2 separate regions of the Mus musculus genome follow, and region 1 is linked to region 2. A link is a contact called in public Hi-C data. All regions are on one chromosome and are shown on one strand. The core of a region is the stretch at or near the end of the contact, and the rest is flanking DNA. Distances in the headings are between cores, read along the strand shown. Region 1 overlaps Faf1 (Fas-associated factor 1). Region 2 overlaps Faf1 (Fas-associated factor 1).

Evidence for each region. A called contact is a pair of places that touch in the nucleus more often than the background predicts.
Region 1: a Hi-C map of the HPC-7 cell line shows a contact between it and region 2, with 2.7 times the contacts expected there. The contact joins two enhancer-like sites. A contact is called at or near these places in 10 of 39 promoter capture datasets (3T3-L1-derived adipocytes, the C10 cell line, the HPC-7 cell line and 6 more), 2 of 15 datasets of contacts at CTCF or cohesin (the NIH/3T3 cell line and pro-B cells), 25 of 484 Hi-C or Micro-C datasets (CD4 T cells, CD8 T cells, the G1E-ER4 cell line and 13 more), 1 of 115 datasets of contacts at active chromatin or transcription factors (embryonic basal ganglia) and 1 of 9 other capture datasets (embryonic trunk).

What each region holds. Positions count from the first base shown.
Region 1 is chr4:109,935,314-109,938,530 of GRCm38.p6, forward strand. It overlaps Faf1 (Fas-associated factor 1), which reads left to right. Exons shown (of 19, transcript NM_007983.2): 18 at 170-385. Among named protein-coding and RNA genes, the nearest start is that of Dmrta2, 41 kb to the right of the region's middle. Within about 2 kb of position 1,453, at least 1 of the 459 cell types and tissues checked has an H3K27ac peak or open chromatin away from gene starts, as enhancers often do. A contact at or near this core is called in the HPC-7 cell line, where this site is marked.
Region 2 is chr4:109,759,408-109,762,174 of GRCm38.p6, forward strand. All of the region lies in intron 7 of Faf1 (Fas-associated factor 1), which reads left to right. Among named protein-coding and RNA genes, the nearest start is that of Faf1, 84 kb to the left of the region's middle. Within about 2 kb of position 1,359, at least 53 of the 459 cell types and tissues checked have an H3K27ac peak or open chromatin away from gene starts, as enhancers often do. A contact at or near this core is called in the HPC-7 cell line, where this site is marked.

The DNA.
Region 1 (3,217 bases), core at 203-2,702, 180 kb after region 2:
GATTCAATGCAATACATAATTTTTTTAAGTTGAAATGTTTTTAATTAAAAGATATAAGCACTCGTGTGTCTTCATTATTCTTAAATTTTTTATTTTTTCTACTTTCTTCCCCACCCATTCTCCGTAAGTCCATCTATGCTACTTTTAATGCCCAATTTTATCTTCCTAGGCCATCAGACTCTCCTTAGAACAAGCCCTTCCTCCAGAGCCGAAGGAAGAAAATGCTGAGCCTGTTAGCAAGCTTCGGATTCGAACCCCCAGTGGCGAGTTCCTGGAACGGCGTTTCCTGGCCAGCAATAAGCTCCAGATTGTCTTTGATTTCGTGGCTTCCAAGGGATTTCCATGGGATGAATTCAAGTTACTGAGCACCTTTCCTAGGAGAGATGTAAGTTCCCTTCCTGTCTCAAAGAATGCTTTCAGCTCATGGGTGCCAGAAAAAGGAAGCTATGAAAAGCTGAGTGGTGTGGGCTACTGTAAAATTCCCACAAGTCCTTCTTGGTTTCCCTCCTTGGCTTATGGAGATTGGGTTTCCCAGGCCAGCAGATATTTCCAGAAACCTATGTTAAAAATTAGATCTTAGGTCTTTCTTCTGTCACTACTTTCTAGATGTATAACTAGCCTAACAGGCTTTCATCTTTGTATACCTCAGGGTATGATAAGAATTGTGCTTAACAGCTTAATTATTGGGATAGAGTCAACACAATTATAGTTCCACTAAGAGGGCATTATGTTAAGCTAAGATTTCTCTGTGATCTGATAGTTTTACTAACTTTGAGGATGAATGTTTATAGTCATAGCATGTATTATAGCAAGATAGTAAATAATTTTATACTATTCTGGGGTGAGTAGAAATATACAGATAGATCCACTGATGATTAAGTGCTTGTGCACAGGAAATCTTGCCTATCATCTCCGTGGAGGAAACTGACAGGCTGTGTATTTAAACTTTTGCTATATACCAAATTTATTAGCAACGTAAATACTGAAACTATGGACAAAGTAATATTTTATGGATTTTTATGAAAATATATAGAAGTTCATACCTCTATGTTGAATTAAGGTAAATATATACTAGCAATGTATTATGACTGTCAACAGAAAAGATAGCTGCATTTTTAGAGGTGTAAACCCAGCTAACTAAATGGTCCTTTTCAACTCTGCCTTCACTAAAATAGATTAACCCTGAGAGAATTCTTAAGCTTCATGCTCAAACAGGAGACTAAAATGGTAAGAGCCTATCTAGTGTCCAGGGCTAATGAGACTGGAGATCGTGTATTTTGAGGAAATGTTCTCTGGAAAAGGAAAGATCTTGGGAGACACCGAGACTGTCTTCAGCTTCTGAAGGCTTACCATGACAAAGATTCTGACTTTCTTGTAATAGTTGGTGCACAGACCCAGGCCAGTGAGTTGAAAGAGGAAGTGCACTTTCACCAGTTGAGGGTCTCTGTACTCACCATCTCCTGCAGAAATGAAGCTGCTCTGATAAAGGCAGAGTCTGTGGGCCACACAACCAAGAGTGTGTGGGTAGCACAGACTGGACTTGGTGACTTTAAGGGGGCAGGCGGTGGCAGACAGGAAGGGGAATGGGAGGAATGAAGATAATCAAAAATATATCATGTGTAATTCTTAGAGAATTGGTTAAAAAGCCTTTTAATAAAGGAAGTTAAAGGAGGCAGATTTGGCCTCATTTAAGGAAGCATTTTCTAGGAAAAATATATCTCATGACTGAAGTATTGATTTTCCTCTCTTTAGAAATAGCAAGGCCTGCTAAGTGGTTGTGGCAAATGCCTTTAATCCCAGCAACAAGGAGACAGAGACAGGGTGATCACCAAGTTTAAAGCCACTCTGGTCTGTAGAGTGAGTTCTAGAACAGCCAGGACTACATGGAGAAAACCCTGTCTTGAACAACCAAAAAAAAAAAGAAAGAGTAAAAACTACTCTATTGACCAGTGTCCTCGCTTTACATCAAATGTGGAATGAGACTTGTTCAGTTCTCAACTTCTATCAACTAAGATACATAGTAAATCTTAATTTTTTTATTCTGAAGTGACTTTATTTAACATATCAGAATCAAGAGTTTAGCTAGGGCTTATTGTACAAATCCTTCACATTACCAGTCAGTTTTGCAGAATAGAATCAAAACCAATGGTGTATTTTTAGCTAACTACCAGGCTATATATCCTCTCTGGATAAGGTGAAGAGCCTGCCTCTTACCTGTAATAAGCTCAGAAAGCTAGAGTGAATATTAAGTGGTAGTCATCAGTCCTCCCTTCTCTCATCGCTCCCAACTACTGCTTTGAGCTCTTCTCCTTCATTTATGATAGACATAAATATGCCTGCATATGTTATGCCACACATCCAGATGTTGGTGAAGAAGCTACTGTCAAAGGTTTCAAGATCATAGTGAGCTTTGAACTCACTATGTAGCTCTCTCTCTCCTGAAACTCATTCTATATTACCAGGCTGGCCTTGAACTCAAACAGAGATCCACCTGCTTCCACCTCTCAAGTGCTAGGATTAAAGGTGTGAGTCACTACACCCAGCTGGAATTTAATTTTCAAAGTTAATTTTGGCAGGATTTGAGATTTAATTTTTTTTTTTATGAGTATGGTTGTTTTACCTGCATGCTCATGTCTGCACCACATGCATGCAGTGCCACTGGGGCCTGAAAGGAAATTGGATCAGTGAACCACCAAATGAATGCTGGGAATTGAACCCTTGTCCTTAGGAAGAGCAGCCAGTGTCCTTAACTGCCAAACCATCTCTCCAGCCACTGAAAGGATGTTTTTTTTTTAAAAGAAACTAGATTTTCTCTATAGCAGTAACCACTTCTTCCCACAAGACTGAAATGTTACTGTTGAAAAGAAGCAGGGGATTCATTGGCCTGCTGCCTACATGCCTTGAACTTCCTGTCCAAGGCTTTGAGTACTGAAACTGTAGGCTGATGTTAATGTGCAACAGCCTGAAGTGGAGCTTAGTCTTAACAAAAAATGTACTCCTAACCTAGCTATATCATATACACTTGTTGTTTTTCATTATCAAAGGCTATTCAGTGATTTTCTTCTCAGTGTCTCTCTTAAACCTTATTTTGTTTCAGATCCAACTCCTTATTACAAGACCAATTTTTATCAAATTTGGCCCAGTTTCTTAGGGAAAATATTTGACCTAGAGACACTTAGTCAACCTGAAATTAGTGGCCAATTTCCAAAGCCCTGCT
Region 2 (2,767 bases), core at 109-2,608:
GATTTAAAAAGACATAAAATATTCATTAATGTTCGGTGATTATAAAGTAGTGGCATATATTTATTTTGCCTTTATTACTGTTTCGATGGGAAAATACTGCAAATATTTCCGAAATCGAGTTGGCCATACTGACAAGTTGAAATGTTTAAGCAATGTTAATGCAATCTGCTCACACCTGATATCCTATGCAGAATGATTCAAAATGACTACATCAATTATTAAAAGAAATATTTAAAATTCTGTAAATGTGCCATTGCGTGCCACAGTTGGCAGAAACTGTTCTCTGGTATATTATTTAGATTATCAAATATATTTTAAGTGTCAAGGACTTCAAAACATTGAAATCTGTTCCTTATCATTTCTAAATATCTTGTGGAAAGTGCTTGAGGAGCGTCTTTTAAATGACATATTCCTGTGTATTTCTTGGTAATAGCTTTTCTTTCCTGTTTAATTTTAAAAATTAATTTAAAATGTTTCTAAATTCTTGTTATTAAGAAAAAAATATTGTGTCTAGTGAAAATTGTTGTACTGTGAGTAGACAGTTCCACATGGACTGCTTTATTTATCTTGTGTAACTTTGATGACGGCTGTGGAGCGACTGGCTGAGCATAGTTCCCTGGCTTTTCCTTGGCCCAGTGGGATCCAGTGCAGAGGGTGGTTTCAGGAAGGAAAGGTGCTCCTGTGGACAGCCTGGCAACTCAGTGCCTTTTTCTTGCTAAGCTACTGTAAGTCAGTTTAATTGCACTAAGAGAAGTGTACAATTTTGAAACAATTTGTAGTTCTGTGTTAATACTAGTATTTTTGTTTTTAATGTGGAAGCTTATTGATGTTCTAGATTCTAAATTGTAAATTTATCCATCATCAGTTTTAGCAATCTTCTTTCAGTAGTAAGCCCCAAAATAAATTGTAGTCACTAACACACAGACACACAGACACACACACACACACACACACACACACACACACACACACACAGCTTAAAGGAGTAGATTAAAAACATCTCATCAATAAATAATGCATAAATTATTTTCATTTTCTAGGTAAAACATTCTTAATGCTTTGAAAGTCTTGAATTTTTAAAAGCTTTTACAGTATTTTTTACTCAGATAACTATGAAGTGAGTAAGACTGAAATTAGCACCGCTTGTAACTATTAATTGAACAAAATAAACCTTTGAAAGTACTGATTTCTAGACTACTGCTAAGATATAGTTAGAATTTCAAATATATTTTCAGTAGCATGTGGTCAGGAAATTAGTGGTGAGGCTGGTGTTCCTGCAAGTGTTGGCTCATCCGGCTCTGAGCCTGCTGCTTTACAACAAGGGACTGTTTCCCTTTGGGTACTAGGTTTTGGTTTTGATTTCATTCTTGTTTTAAGCTCGCTACAGATTTTTCAACTTACATATTCTATGTGAGGAGAGTCAGTAACCTCTAGAGATGGTTAAAATGGAGATAGTTGCAAGTAGTTATAAGAAGTAAAATCCTTATTCTTTCACGATAACACTATACATCAGAAAATTATCGAGTAATATTGTAATAACATTATGACAACCCCAACTTTCTACCAATTTGCACTCTAAATTAGTATTAATCACACTTTAAAATACTCAAATTCCTTCAAAATTTAAACAAGCCTATCTTATTTTAATCAGTTTTCTACTCTTGAGAGTTCACAGGTTTTAAACAATTAATTGTAAAGATTCTAATAATTTAAAAATCTGTGGTTTCAAATGCACTTGGGGTGGGCTAACACAAGGGAAGAAAGGCTGATTTGCCTCTGCAAATCCTTAGCCCAGGTGTGGAAAAGGATATAAAGTCCCTGAAATCAAGCCAACTTTTCTTGGAAACTGATTCTTTGTTGTCTGCCTTATTATTGCAAAAGCTTCTGTTAGGCAAATTTCTACGTTTTTGTAGATGTCATATAAACTTAAGAAGCATACACCTGATCTGAAAAACAAAGATAAGAAATCTTAAGTATTTTTAGTGCAGAATCATGGAGTATTACTTATCTATTACAGTGAGAAGTGCAATGAATAGCTATTGGAATTATTTAAATCCTCTTCTAAGTTTCACTTTACCCTAGAATTCTCACTATTCTTATTAATGTTGATTTAGTTCTTAATGGGAATGAATGGGGAAAATTGACAGCCCATGAAGCCATATCGTACAGGGAGCAAGTAGCACATTTCACTACTAGTGCCATGTTATATAGACAAACTGATGATTAAGTGGGAGACCAATTGTGCTAGAATTGGTGTCTAAGGAAATCATACCAATTCTTAAAAATAATTGCAAAATTAGGATGTTAATTTTGATTCTGAAATTTAAACCTTGTGCTATTTTTGTGTGTGTTTGGTCTGTTCTTGGTGCTTTCTCATCTTAACTAATGTGTGCTTTGGACTGTAAGCTAAGGCTTGTGGCCAGTAACTGTTTTGAAATTTGTAGTTCTTCACAAGTTATATTAGCGAGCACTTTCTATTAGCAAATAGATTATAACTTAACTGTTGTGTCCTTTCTTTAAATGTTTTGAAGTATTAGGTGCCTTTTCTGGGGGGGGGGATGGGTGAGGGGGTTGTTTGTTTTCCACTATGGGGTGGGGAGCTACTGGCAAAGAATTGAAGAAAGAGTGAGGTAGCTGAGAATGTTCATATGCAAGAGGGTAAATTAAGTTGTGTGCTTACTTAATTAAAAGTTTAAGTGGTTTGTTCTTGCTGCAAGATAAATGGCATATATTAACTCAATTAGAATGAGCAGTTTTAATTAGCATA